2 separate regions of the Ovis aries genome follow, and region 2 is linked to region 1. Evidence: chromatin contacts called from public Hi-C data. All regions are on one chromosome and are shown on one strand. Each heading gives the region's core, a stretch centred on a gene start, on an enhancer-like site or on the middle of the called end of the contact. The rest is flanking DNA. Distances are from core to core; before and after follow the strand shown.

What was found. Hi-C and Micro-C count contacts between places; a contact is called where the count stands out from the background.
Region 2: a Hi-C map of retroperitoneal adipose tissue shows a contact between it and region 1, with 3 times the contacts expected there. The contact joins two enhancer-like sites. A contact is called at or near these places in 13 of 16 Hi-C or Micro-C datasets (blood, hypothalamus, liver and 7 more).

Annotation. Positions count from the first base shown.
Region 1 is chr12:42,917,552-42,925,017 of ARS-UI_Ramb_v3.0, forward strand. CTNNBIP1 (catenin beta interacting protein 1) reads left to right here. Exons shown (of 6, transcript XM_060396503.1): 3 at 1,395-1,564; 4 at 2,149-2,239. The coding sequence starts at 1,469. Among named protein-coding and RNA genes, the nearest start is that of CTNNBIP1, 31 kb to the left of the region's middle. Within about 2 kb of position 4,995, at least 17 of the 54 cell types and tissues checked have an H3K27ac peak or open chromatin away from gene starts, as enhancers often do.
Region 2 is chr12:42,994,814-43,001,743 of ARS-UI_Ramb_v3.0, forward strand. CLSTN1 (calsyntenin 1) reads left to right here. Exons shown (of 17, transcript XM_027975662.3): 2 at 5,792-5,914. Among named protein-coding and RNA genes, the nearest start is that of CLSTN1, 33 kb to the left of the region's middle. Within about 2 kb of position 3,733, at least 7 of the 54 cell types and tissues checked have an H3K27ac peak or open chromatin away from gene starts, as enhancers often do.

The sequences.
Region 1 (7,466 bases), core at 3,745-6,244:
GTGAGGAGAGATGTCATGTGTTCTGCTTTGTTAAAGTGATCATTCTGGCTAGTTGTGTGGGGTGGGGGAGGCGTGAACACGTCAGCAGGTGGAGGAGCGATCCCCCATAACCAAGCCATCCCACTCAGCTATGCTGGGAAGTTAGGACTGTCCCTGCACTGTGCACCTGGCCCGGGGGACGCCCCGGCGGATGGCCAGCTGCTGCTCATTCAAGGTCCTTCTGGAGGCAGCTCACCCCTCCTTCCCCATTACCAGTTGTGAATCGGGCCCTTTTCTGAGCCCGGAGGTGACGAGGGGCACACAGTGGAAGAGGAACGTGGGTTTTGGTGGTGGAAGGAAGGCCCCGTAAGGCACTGCATCGAGCGCAAGGCTGCCACGAACACATTTTGCACTTTGCCCTGTTGTATGGGCTTCAGGGCAGGAGCCCCTGTTAGCTTTGACAGGCGCCTCCAGGGAGGCTGCTGCCCAGGGCTCTGCTGCATTTCTGAGCCTGCCTTTCACCCAGGAGAACTGGCCTTTCCTGGGCTCGCTGGCCCCTGAGGGATGGACGGTGTGAGGAGTGTTTCTCCTGCGAGCGCAGCTCCTTGGCACCAGGGCTGCCGAGGCTCCACCCCCACCAGCTGCTGCGTTATTTCTGACTCATCCAGGAGTTACAAGTGTGTAACCCAAACCCCTCCACGCCCGGCTTCCTCCCCACTGGCTCCTCCTGGAGGGAGGAAACCCCAGGACTTCTCTCCCGGGACCTCGCCACTGCAGGTCGGGTCCCCACTGCACCTGAACGCACTGCCGCCCGCAGGAGCTGCCCTGTGACAGGTGGGTGGGCGGGCGAGGGCAGCAGCCACGAGCCCGGGCGGGTGTCTGTGCCCGCAGCCCCGAGCTCGCCGTCCCCATCGAGGGATTCCTTGGAGCCCGGCCCGGGAGCCGGCCTCTCGAACGTCAGAGACTTATGCAGAGGGAGCTGTCTTGGTGTCTGGGGGCTGGGTACTGATCCCACGGCTTCTCCAGCTACAGGCCCCAGTCAGCTGCCTTGATTGTGTCACGTTGCTCCTCATGGAAGCTGCCTGCTTTGAGAGCTGGGGACACTTGGGGTTTTGTGCAGCATATCCCCTGGGCTTGTCCTAGCAGGAGCCTGGCTGAGGGGGCGACTAGAAGGGGATGCTGGCCAGGAGTCTGGGTCAGCTCAGCCCCCGGGGGCCCAGCAGCACCATGCACAGAAGGGACTGGCCACCAGCGCCTGCTGCGAGGAGTGGTGGGGTGAGGGCGGGTAGCTGCTCGGGCTGGCTGTTGGGCCAGCAGGGTTGAGGGAGGGACCGGCAATTCGCCTCCACGCCGGGCTCTCAGAAACGAGCCCCTGAGGCATCGTGGGCTGCCTGACACCTCCTGCCCACGTGCAGGTCTGTGTCGTCCTGACACCGTCCCCTGCCCCCGTGCTTCTCACTCCGCAGCAGTCCCCAGAGCTGGCCAGGGGATGAACCGCGAGGGGGCCCCCGGGAAGAGTCCGGAGGAGGTGTACATTCAGCAGAAGGTCCGAGTGCTGCTCATGCTGCGGAAGATGGGCTCCAACGTGAGTGCCTGCAGGGCGTCAGGCAGCAGGGCCCCTGGGGAGGGCGCCTGCCGCAGGCAGCCAGAGGGCCACAGCCACCTTCCGTAGCCATGGTCTGGGGAGTGGGTTGCGGGGGCTCTGCTTAGGCTGTGGCCGATTCAGGCTCCCGGGCACAGACACCAGCATGTCTAGTCCTGCCGGCCCTGCAGGACAGTCTTCCTACCCCCTATGCCAAGCTTGGGCCAGGCGGGTGAGGTTTTCTAAAGGCCCTGACCTTCCTTTCCTCCCCTCTCCCAAGAGCCTTCTTTTCCAGGGGACAGGATCACCCGAGAGGGCAGGGGGGCTCTCCGAGCCTGGCCTGCCCTACGCTGGAATCCCTGTTCCAGATCTAATCCCAGTGGCAAGCCCTGTGGGCCCAATGGTCCAAGCTTCAGGGGTGGGAGCAGAGGGGTCAGAATCTCACCCTGGGATGGCAAGGTCACATCTCAAGAATAGAGGCCGAGGGAGAGGAAAAGGAGGCACCCCTTGGGGATGAAGCCAGTCTGAGCAGGTGCCTCCAGGGGCAGTTGTGAGCCGCCTCTCACCCGGCTCTCTCATCCTTGCAGCTGACGGCCAGCGAGGAGGAGTTCCTTCGCACCTACGCGGGGGTGGTCAACAGCCAGCTCAGCCAGCTGCCCCAGCACTCCATCGACCAGGGTGAGTCCATCGACCAGGGTGAGTAAGGGCCTGCATGCCCTTCCCAGGGGCAACAAGCAGTGGTTCCTTTAGAATGCATAGCTCCAGCCCTTGCAGACGGGTGATCCCCGAGAGAGAGGGAGAGGTTCGGGGCAGACGAGGGGCTGAAGCTCCCCCCACCCACACAGCTAACCCTGGATGGCGGCAGCCTCTAAGCGTGGAGTCTGGGGCGCCTCCTCAGCCTCTGGGCTGGTCCCTTTTTCCCCAGGTGGGAGCCAAGGACCCAATCAGGTAATGGGTGGGGGAAATCCCTTTTGGGCCTGGCGGAGGAAGAAGTGGAGGTATCTGGGGGCCCTGTAACTGCAGAGGCTCTTGTGGTTGCATGTCTTTAGCCTTTGCCTGACCCCTGTCCACCCTGTTCAGGACAAGAAAACCACCCTTGTGTGCAGCGGCCTGGCCTGGTCACAAGCTTTAGGGTGGCTGCTGTGTTCCTGGCTGTGCCCCGGGGGGTGGCCCCAGTGGCCCTGCAGGTCTCTGTGTGCCTGAGGGAGTTACTTCTCTCTTGAGCACCCTCAGCCAGCGGTAATGATAGTAGTGGGTAACACTGAGTGATTGTTGTCTAGCAGGCTCAGGCTGAGTGCTTGATACACGTCATTACATTTAACCTAAAGAGCTACCAGCTGTGTTACTTCTACTTAGCAGGCAAGAAAACTGGAGTTCAGGAGCAGTAAGCCACTGCAGCCAGTTCATGCTGCCAGTTACTGGGAGGGCCCAGAATGCAAACCTGCAGCTAGACTGCAGGGCTGGGTTCCACTCTGCCCTGGAGCCCAGGACCCTGCCCACCATCTTCATTCAGTCCTTTCCTTTTGTTCTTCTTACACTGGCTTGGAATTATTGGCTATGAAATCATGCAGCCAGGAGCCTGCCTGGTGTGAGCAGGCTCCCAGGAGCTGGGCCCTGGTGGGCGTGTTTGCTGACCCCCAAGGCCAGGGAGGAGAGCCACTCTGGCACACAGGCCAGCTTTTCTTGAGGCTGCCCTTGTTCCCCTGGATGTCACAGGCAGGGCTCTGCCCTGGCACAGGGCCCGGTTCCCGAGCTCTGACGCTGGGTGTGACCCGGCCTGTGCACCCAGCTCAGCAGAAATGTACAGGGTGTTCCAGCGGCTCCAACAGCTCCCGGGTCGGCCGCTCGCCCCGGCCACACTCATGCCACAGCCTGTTCCACACCAGCTGCACTGTCAGCCACCGCTGGGAGAGGAGATGAGGGGTGTGTCCCTGCCCCTGTCCTGGGATATCTCTTGTGGGAGAGGCCTTTTCTTTTCTGGGACTGATCTGGGTTTTAGTGTGGGTCCCTCTTCCCTTCTGAAACCTTCCTCCTTTCTGAGTTCCTGGGGCTTCACATTTTCTGCCAGCCTGGTCTTGGGCTAACCTGACTTTGAGCTCTGGTTCTAAGACTACCTCTAGAAGAATGCTGTTAATGGGAAAAATCAAAAGAAGCTATAAAACTGTATGTCAGTGTAGAAAACACTACCACATGTACTCCCCTGCCCCCGCCCATATCCACATACTCATGCATAGAACAGAAGTAGCGGAAAGAATATTTAGCAGGTTGTTCATAGAAAATTTTGATAGAGGGTGGGACCATATAAGGCACCTTGAGTTTCTGCGTCAAACACTTTTTGCTAAAACTAATTTTTTAACGTTGCATGTACTTTTTTTTTTTTTTTTGACAATAAGGGGAAGTGTTTTTTTAAGTCTCTGAACTTTTATTTTTGGTTTTCTAGTTTTCTTTCTTTTCTTTCTTTCTCTTTTAAAAATTGAAGTATAGTTGATTTACAATGTTGCATTATTTCCTCCTGTACAGCAAAGTGATTCAGTTATGTACATATATGCATTCTTTTTTTAATATAGTTTTCCATTATGGTTTATCATAGGGTACTGAATATAGCTCTGCACTAAAGAGTAGGACCTTGTTGTTTAAAGGGGAGGTTTTAAAAAGTACTTTTTATCTTGCTTGGCTAAACCAACAATTGGAAACAAACTCTGTTGAGTTATTTAAGGCAGTCACGGTGACCTTACCTGGCCTGAAACTGCTGAGCAGTCAGGAGTGAGCTGTGGGCGTGTGGCTGTGAATTTGTGGTGCTGGAATCCGAACCCTCCCGGGTTTGGGGCGTCCGCACACAGCCAGGCTGGCCTTGGGTACTTCTCTCTCCCAGGAACAGACTCCTGGGACTAAACCTGGAGCCGGGGGAGATTATCTGGGGAGATGGTTCTCTGCTGCTGGGGTGTCCTTCAGTCTGCCCCTCCTCCCACGGTCACCTCTGACCTGAACCACTGAGAAAACAGGCTGCAGAAGGGCCTGAAGGAGAATTCCCTGGAGTGTGAGTTGGAAGGGGGGAGGGGTCAGCAGTGCCTGGAAGAGCTTCCGGAGCACACTGTATTTCCTTTATCTCTTCCACTGTGGAGGTTCAAGCATGAGAACAGGACCCTACATTTCTGGCCACGCCGTTGGGCCACGTGGGGCTCGAATAACATTCTAGCTTGTCCACTTTCTTCAGCAGAGCTGCCCTCAGCTGATGCCACAGGGCCTGTTGCTCTCAGAGGCTCAGGTGCAGCCCAGGTGGCAAAAGCCCAAGATCATTGCTTCCATTGCTCAGGACACCAGCATGAAAAGCCCAGAAAGGCCTAGGAGCATTTGGGGTGGTGGGCAGGGCAGTCCCAGAGAAGTCTGGTGTGCGCGCCTCCTGCCACTAGGTGGCACTGTCTCTCAGCAGATGCCCTCGCTCTGCTCCTGGGAGCCCTTGCAGCTCTTACCTCTGCTGTACCAGCTGCCCTCGGTAGGGGGCCTGGGCCGCCCCATCACCGGTTAGCATCCTAGGGTCCTGCCCACCACCTTAGACCTGCCTATGCTTCTCCTCTGGGGCTGGAGGGGTCTGGTATCAGGAGCACTGCTTGCCCTCCCCAGACCCAGGGAAGAGAGCAGGCTGGGCATTGCTCCCCCCAGCCCCAGATCCCATCCTTCCCTCGGTGAACGTGTCTTCAGTACCTGCTGGGTGCAGACAGCTGCTGGAGACCCTAGTGCACAGGCCTGCACCTTACGGCCTCATCGACTGGTTCCAGCAGAGGCTGCCAGTTGCCCCTGCTACCCTGTACTGAAACGGGGATGGACCTGCCTGGCCTCTGCTAATCCGAGACCACCCTCGAAGTCTCTCAGTGGCTTCCTACTGCCTTGAGGATACAATCCAAACCCCTTAGCCATGATGTGTGGGACCCCCTGCCCCTACTACCTCCCCCCCCCCCCCCCCCCCCCCACCTACCTCCCCGGCCCTCGCCCCCCTCCACCTACCTCCCCCACCTCCGTCCCAGACACCAGGACCTCATACTCCATAAACAGCCACACTGAGTGGATTTCTGCTCCCGTCTCAAGCCTTGTGCATTCATGCCTTCCTGTCCCCGCATGTGCCTCTCGATGGCCAGGAGCCCAGTGCTGACTCGCCCCCTCCCCTGCCCCCCTCAGGCTGGGCCAGGCCCTCCTGTGGTCCCCACCGCACACTAGCACCTCAGCTGTGCTGCTCCGCACGCTGTTACCTGGTCCAGCTCCGGACCAGCTCTGAGCTCCTGTGGTTTCCCTCTTCGCATTTGTGGGGCTTGGCCCCCCAGGCCCCCAGCATGTTCTTGGGTGAATGAATAGACTGCCCTCTGGGTCTGGAAGCTCAGAGTCCCCAGAAAGGCAGAAACGTGAAGCGCTGTCTCCTGGTCCCCATGGTGGCCGAGCAGACCCGACAGCTGAGTTTGAACCAAAGGCAACCAGTGCTTCTCTGGGAAGATCACTTTGCTGAGAAGGCCCAGCTGTAGGCTGGGGGACAGAGAGCTGTAGCTTCCGGAAGCAGGCTCAACAGAATGCTGAGTTCGTTCCTTGCTTGTTGTCAGTGCTGTTCAGTCTGTACCATATATTGATAATTTTTCCTGGCTGTGAAAGAATGCATACTCATCACTGAAAGTGGTTGGGAAAGATAGAAACAGCAGAGGCGCCTAAAGGATTGACTGCAAATAGCTGAACGCATTACCTTGCATTAGTTAACCAGCAGGCTTTTTTAAAAAAATATGCATGAATTTCCATTACAAAGTTGTAATGGATTTCCATACAATGTAAACATTATGATATCCATTTTAGCTTCCATTTTTTTTTACTTAGGATAATTTTGTTGTTTAGTCACTAAGTCATGTTTGACTCTTTTGCAACCCCCTGGACTGTAGCCTGCCAGGCTTCTCTGTCCATGAAATTCTCCAGGCAAGAATACTGGAGTGTGTGGCCATTTCCTTCTCCAGGGCATCTTCCTGACCCAGGGATTGAACCCATGACTCCTGCATGGCAGGCAGATTGTTTGCCATCAAGCCACCTGGGAAGCCCTACGAGAATTTTACCATGGCCTTAATTTTCGAGAAAGCAATTTAGCAATCACATGATATGCAGCCATGTGGCTGTGCCATCATTTTTTGACTGATCCTTTACTGTTGGACATGTGATTCTCATCTTTGCTTTAATTAATTAATAATTTTATAAATAAATAAATAATTATTAATTAATTAATTTCTTGAGCTCCTACTGTGTGTCAGGTTCTGTGTCAAGTAGCACATTAAAGTTATCCCAGGGAATCCTCCCAACAGGCCTGTGAGGCAGGGGTGATCACAGCCCCACTTTCCTAATGGAAAAACAGACCCTGAGATGTTGAGTGAGATGCTCAAGGCCATAGAATCAGTTGTGTGGTTCCTGTCATGTGGTTCTAGATGTGGCTTACAGGCCATGTGTGTTTCCAAGCATAACAGTGTTTTACCGGAGGGGCAGGTGTGATGGAGGTGGTTAGCATGGCATTTCAAGAGGGCATCAAAAAGTTGGAAGGGTTTCCTGGTGCTGTTTTCTGGACTTCACCTCCAGGCCCCTTTAAACGTGTTCGCTCTAAGCTCTGGGTCTCTCCCTGACCCAGAGCTGCTTCCAGGATGAACGCCTGGCCAGTGCCAGTTCCAGGCCCCCAGCTCACTTGGCAGAATCCTCCTTGTGGCCATTCACCTGCAGACCTGCCATCTTCCAGCCATGCTCCTGTGGACCCTCATCTGGCCGTCCCGGAGCTGGAGAGACCCCATCGAGACATGGCCCCTTGTGTTAAGGAAGCCCGCATCCTTTCTCTTGCCCTGGAGCTGTTCTTGCCCTCTTCTTGGCGTTGGCATGCTGGCTCCCCCAGCCTGTTCCA
Region 2 (6,930 bases), core at 2,483-4,982, 76 kb after region 1:
GCTCTCTGGAACCCTCTCTCAAAGTCTGCAGCCAACTGTGGGACCCGTGTAGAGCACCAGGCCACTTAACTCACCACTGTCCTGGGTCCTGGGGGTTACTTCTTGTTTTTTCCTTCAACTTTTATTTTATATCGCAGTAGAGCTGATTAACAATGTTGTGATAGTTTCAGGTGAACAACCAAGCCTCTCAGCCATACATATGCATGTATCCAATCCCCTCCTAAACTCCCTTCCCATCCAGGCTGCCACATACTGTTGAGCAGAGTTCCCTGTGCTGTACAGTAGGTCCTTGTTGGTTATCCATTTCGAATATAATAGCGCGTACATGTCTGTCCCAAACTCCCTAACTCTCTCTTTCTCCCAGCCTTCCCCTGGGGGGCACTTTTGGAGGAGAAGGGGAGGCTGTGCTGCAGCCAGCCGAGCGCTCTTCTTTCCTGGGTCTCTGGTTCCAGGGGCAGCTGTCGTGAGAGGAGGGGCGTTTTCCAGAGGCACTGTGGTTCTGGTCTGTGTGGTCTAGGTTCCCTTTCATATTATTAACAGTTCCCTTCGTAATCTAACGAGAACGTACCTGTCCAGGCAGATCCCTCAATATTTTGATGTCTCCAACATTCTTGTCTCCTTTTCCTGGAACATCCAACTGCCAGAAACAGACAATAAACATCTTCCCAATATCTAAAACACCAATACATTTTTTTTCAATTCTCCACACCAAAACTTTCTTCTCTATGAGAAAATTTATGCACCAGGGCACTGAGCGTATTTGTACCATCCATGGGTATATTCTCACTCACTTACTAGATAGTTCCTGAGGAATGAGATCCTAAGTCCTGGGAATAAGTAGAGAAAAAGGGTCACACCCTCCCGGAATCCCTGGTTTTGTGTGTGTATGTTTACAGGAGAATTAACAACAACTCAGCCCCTTATGGCATTCCCCCAAGTGCCTGACCCCGTCCTGAGCATTTTACATGGGACGGGTTAGATCACGTGGGAATCTCAGAGGTGGATGCTGTTGCTGTCCCCATTTTAAAGATGGGGAAACTGAGGCCCAGGGAAGCCAAGTAGCCTGCCCCAGGTCCTAGGCTGACTGCTTGTGGTCAGGAGGAGTAGCAGAGGAAAGAAAGAGGAAGTGGGGGTGGGGGGCAGAGCAGCGGGCTCTGTCTTAATTGGAGAGGGGAATCTCTTTTTTTTTTTTGGCTGCACTGAGTCTTAGTTTTGGCACTCCAGGTCTCTGGTCGTTGTTATGGGGACTCTTTATTTCCAGCACTCAGAGTCTTTGGCGCTGGAGGAGGAAATGCTTCAACAGAGGCCAGAGGCAAGAGACCTTGTCAGGGCATCCGAGAGGTCAAAGCTGTTTTAATTATATTAAGACATCACTTGCTTTTGCCTCATTTTATCATGAATGCACATTGAAGTTTCCTAGAGGCTGCGTGACACATCGTAATGCAGCCAGTCGGCTGCAGGAGTGGAGGTGAGAACCCAGCTGTCTTCTGCTAAGCCGGGCCATGAAAGGATTTGCAGAATGTAAAGCATTGCCAGTCTTCCTAGTAAACTCTGTTTTAAAATATATATCTATTTTCATTAATATATTATTTCAATTCACAGTGGCTTTGTTTTTGAAAATGAATTAATAAATATCAGTACTAACGCTTTTCTTTGGTTTTAATTTTCAGCACTGATTATTATTATTGTTACTGATAGATAGACGAGCCCTCCTAAGGCAGAGTTGTTCGGGTCCTCAGGACCTTTGGTGTAGATGGGTTCTGAGAGTGCAGGCTCTGAGCCACCCCCATGATCACAGCAGTACGCCAGCTGCTGTGGGACGAGTCAGTGCAAGAGATGGGGAGGAGGCCATTACTGGGCTTTTGTAATAGCTCTCAGTGGACAGCTTCCCTCCTAGCTCAGTCGGTAAAGAATCTGCCTGCAATACAGAAGACATGGGTTCGATTCCTGGATCAGGACGATACTCTGGAGAAGGAAATGGCAACCCACTCCAGTATTCTTGCCTGGAGAATCCCATGGACAGAGGAAGCTTGCGGGCTACAGTCCATGGGGTCACAAGAGTCGGACATGACTGTTTCACTTCACTATTCAGTGGACAGCACAGGGGATAAGAAAGGGCTACATCTGGGTTTATTTTGTGGGTGTGGAATTTTTTTTAATGTGGTAAAATACCCATAACATAAAATTTCCCGTCCTCACCATTTTTAAGTGTTGGAGTCAGTGGTATTGGGTTCATTCATTCACACTGTTGTGCAGTCAACCGCTGGAACTCTTTTCGTTGCAAAACCAAAACCCTCTATACCCTTTAGCCAACTCCCTGTGGGTCTGGGTTTGCTTTGAAAGTGAAAGCAGGAAACTTGCTGTTGGTTTGGGTGCAGCCTGTATAAAATGTCAGGTGGAGGCGTCATTAAGGAGAGAGCGGGTCGCTCATCCTCCCCCTCGCAGACACAGGCCTGCTCCTTTGGAATTTCACATGTGAGCACTCTGCTTCTTCAGTAGGTCATGTGGGAGTTAGTGCAAGTGGGGCTCAGGTGCTTCTGATCCTCACCGTCTCCCCTCGTCCCATCATGGTTGAAACAAAAAAAGTAGGACCACATCACGGTCACAACAGCATGAAAAACAGTTAAACAGTCAAATTTAGTTTCAGTCACTTCTGGTTGACTGCCCAAAGAGAATCTGGGTAGTTCATTCAAGAAATAGGCCCCAACTATGTGGAAATAAAGTTTAATAACCAGTGAATCTTAAAGGAAATCAACCCTGAATATTCATTGGAAGGACTGATGCTAAAGCTGAAGCTCCAGTACTTTGGCCCACTTGATGTGAAGAGCCAGCTCATTAGAAAAGACCCTGATGCTGGGAAAGATTGAAGGCAGGAGGAGAAGGGGATGACAGAGGATGAGATGGTTGGATGGTATCACTGACTCAGTTCAGTTCAGTCGTTCAGTCGTGTCCGATTCTTTGCAACCTCATGTACTGCAGCACTCTTCAGTATCCATCACCACCTCCCAGAGCTTGCTCAAACTCATGTACGTTGAGTCAGTGATGCTATCCAACCATCTCATTCTCTGTTGTCCCCTTCTCTTCCCACCTTCAATCTTTCCCAGCATCAGGGCCTTTTCCAGTGAGCAGCTCTTCGCATGAGGTGGCCAAAGTTTCAGCTTCAGCATCAGTCCTTCCAATGAATATTCAGAACTAATTTCTTTTAGGATTGATTGGTTTGATATCCTTGCAGTCCAAGGGACTCTCAAGAGTCTTCTCCAACACCATGGTTCAAAAGCATAAATTCTTCAACGCTTAGCTTTCTTTGTAGTCCCAGCTCTCACATCCATACGCAACTACTGGAAAAACCATAGCTTTGACTAGATGGACCTTTGTTGGCAAAGTAGTTAATGTCTCTGCTGTCTAGGTTGGTCATAGCTTTTCTTCCAGGAACAAGCATCTTTTAATTTCGTGGCTGCAGTCACCATCTGCAGTGATTTTGGAGCCCCCTCCCAAATAAAGTGAAACATCTCACTGTTTCCATTGTTTCCCCATCACTGACTCAATGGACATGAATGTGATGTAGTGAAGAACAGGGAAGCCTTGTGGGCTGCAGTCCACGGGGTGGCAGAGTCAGACATGACTTAGTGGCTGAACAACAACAACATTCCTTTTAATCAGATCAGCTTCATGAGTCATTCCATGGTTAATCTATATCCTGAGGTTATAATGTGAATACTCAGAAGGCGAAAATAGGGAAATGGAAAGGTTCTAACTGTGAGAGGAGCTCAAAATAGGCTGGTGGAGAGAGGAACCCAGGGAGGGGCTTGGTGGCCTCAACCAGAGGAAAGTCTCAGCACAGACTCTCTGGGGGCCACAGCTGGGGAAAAACGAAATGGACAGAAACCACAAATTCATTTTCGCAGATCAGCGGGCTGTCAGAGCAGATGTTCTTAACCTAAACACGAAAGGAGCAGTGCTAGTACCCAACTGAGAAGGAAAAACAATCACTTCTCCAGTTGTCCACCACAGCCCTGTGGGTTGTTGGGGATGGGGGTCCAGGCTTCACTAAAGAGGAAATTGAGGACTTCCCTGGTGGTGCGCTGGATGAGAATCCACCTACCAATGCAGGGGACATGGGTTTGATCCTTGGTCTAGGGAGATTCCACATGCCTCAGAGCAACTAGACTCGTGCGCCGCAACTCCTGAGCCGCTGTGCTGCAAGTACTGAGGCCCTTGTGCCTGGAGCCTGTTCTCTGCAGCAAGAGAAGCCACTGCAGTGAGCCCGAGTGCCACAACCAGAGAGAGTCCGCATGGACCAGTGAGGACCCAGGGCAGCCAAAAGCAGACATTCCAAAAAGGGGATTGAGATCAGGAGATCAGGTTCGTGTTCCAGGTCACACAGCACATTACAGAGGGCCGCTGGGCTCTGGGTCCAGGCTGTCCTGATCCCAGAGCAGATTATTATTATTTTTTAAAACAGGTTTTTCTTGATCACTGTTTTCAGTCAGATTTTTCAGGAATTTTGCGTATCATTTTCTTTTAATTCATTATATTTGTAATTTTATATTCATAAATCTTGTTTCACCCATTTGTTTTACATTTCTTTTTGTAATGCTAATTTTAAATAAGTAATACTGTTATTATCATAAAGAAATAACATTTTAAAAATTGAAGTATAGTTGATTTACAATATTATGTTTCAGGTGTAAGATAGAGTGATTCAGTGTATTTATAGGTTACATTTGTTTAAAGTTATTTTCAAATAATGGCTGTATTTCTCTGCTATACAGTCTACCTTTGTTGCTTCTGTATTTCATATGTAGCGGTTTGTATCTCTTTAAAAAATAGTTGTTTTTTTGGAGGTATAGTTGATTTATAATGTGTTTCTGGTATACAGCAAAGTGATTCTGTCTTTAAAAATATATGTATATATTTAAGTATATACTCTTAAATGTAGGCTTCCCTGGTGGCTCAGATGGTAAAGAATCTGCTTGATTTAGCACGCACGCAGTTTGGGAGACCCGAGTTTAATCCCTAGGTCAGGAAGATCCCCTGAAGGAGGGAATGGCTACCTATCCCAGGATTCTTGTCTGAAGAATTCCATGGACAGAGGATCCTGGTGGGCTACAGTCTGAGGGGTTTTGTATATATATTCTCTCTCTCTCTCATATACACATATACATTATCTTTATTCTTTATCTTTATATCTTTATCATATCTGTATATTCTTTTTCATATTCTTTCCCATCACTGACTCAGTGGACAGGAACTTGAGCAAATTCCAGGAGATAGTGAAGGACAGGGAAGCTTGGTGGGCTATAGTTCATGGGGGTGCATGACTTAGCAACTGAACAGCAAACCCATGATTTGTTACAAGATTTTGAGTACAGTTCCCTGTGCTATTCAGTGGGGCCTTGTTGTTTAGTTTGTATCTTTTAATCCAAGAAATAACATTTTTATTTGTAACTCTTCTAGGATCGGCTGGAAACAGAGGTGGTATGAGTTAGTCTGTGAAACTGTCCATATAACCATCAATCTTTTTTCTTTCTTTCAGTTTCTAGAGCAGTTCATTTCTTATTTTTGGTTGCTTTGGGGGTTGGCCTCAGATAATTTCTGCATTTCTTTAGGAGTTCATCCCACTGGGGTCTTGTTACCAGACTTGGCCACAAAAAATAGCAGTGTGGCCTTTCAGACTCATGAGGGTTTTATTGTTAATGATACGGATGTATGTTTTCAAAAGCGGTGGTGTTGAAAATAACGATCCTAACCTGGCCTATGTCCTTTCTCCTTCTTCTGTTTCTAAACACAGTCAACAAGCACAAGCCGTGGCTGGAGCCCACATATCATGGCTTAGTTACGGAGAGCGACAGCACCGTGCTCCTCGACCCCCCTCTCATCGCCCTGGACAAAGACGCTCCTTTGCGCTTCGCAGGTACCAGCCTGTCTTTGTTCACTCCCTGTCGTGAGTCTGGGAAGCATTTCATGTGTCCCATTTGGGTTGTTTCTGAGCCTTTCTGAGAATGTCTTGATAGCTAAGGGTTGTGTGTAGCCCCCACGTACCACAGGGGTACCTGACTGCCCTTGCAAAGCCTGTACTTGTTGAAAGGCAGAACATTTAATTGCATCGCTGTGTTCCTTGTCTTGATGTAACCAGTGAGAGAGCATCCAGATCAGTGCATCTCAAGATTTTGTGTCTGTGCAGAGCACGGGATCGTGCTTAAAATGCAGGCTTGGATACAGTGGTTCTGGGGGCACCTGCGACCTTGCCTTTCTAACCTATTTCCTGGTGCTCCTGGTCTCTGAGCAGCAAGGATCTGGAACAGTGGTCTCTAAGCCTTTTGCACCAGGGACCAGGTTCCATGGAAGACAATTTTTCCATGGGCTGTGGCAGGAGGTAAGGGATGGTTTGGGGATGATTCAAGTGCATTATATTTATAGAACACTTTATTATTACATCAGCTCCACCTCAGATCATCAGGCTTCAGATTCCAGAAGCTGGGGGCCCCTGATATACGTGATTACAGGTCATGATTTTCCTTGCACTACCTAGATTTCAGTTACCCGAAGAGACTTAGTTGAGAATATTGAGCAGTCTTTTATAAGTGATTTCATTTGGCTTAGATGTTACTTTCAGTAAATCTTCAGCATGAGTTACTTTATAAGATTGTAAGCTCAGTGTTCACTGGGACAGGTCGAGGGTTGCTCTGAAGATCTGCTGTCTCGATGGCTTCCAACAGCACTTTGCAAATCAGAACTGTTCTTGCTTTACGTCAAGGCCGTGGTCACGTCCTTAATAGGCGGAGGAACAGGCTGCTTCTCCCTTTCTTTGCCTCAGAGTCAAAAGAGACGTTGTGAAGTTAATTTTTAAAGAGTGGTTTTTGCCTGATGTTTTTCCAGAACAAAATCTGTTTGTTCTGTTTGCCTCAAAACAAATGAGAAAAATTCAAT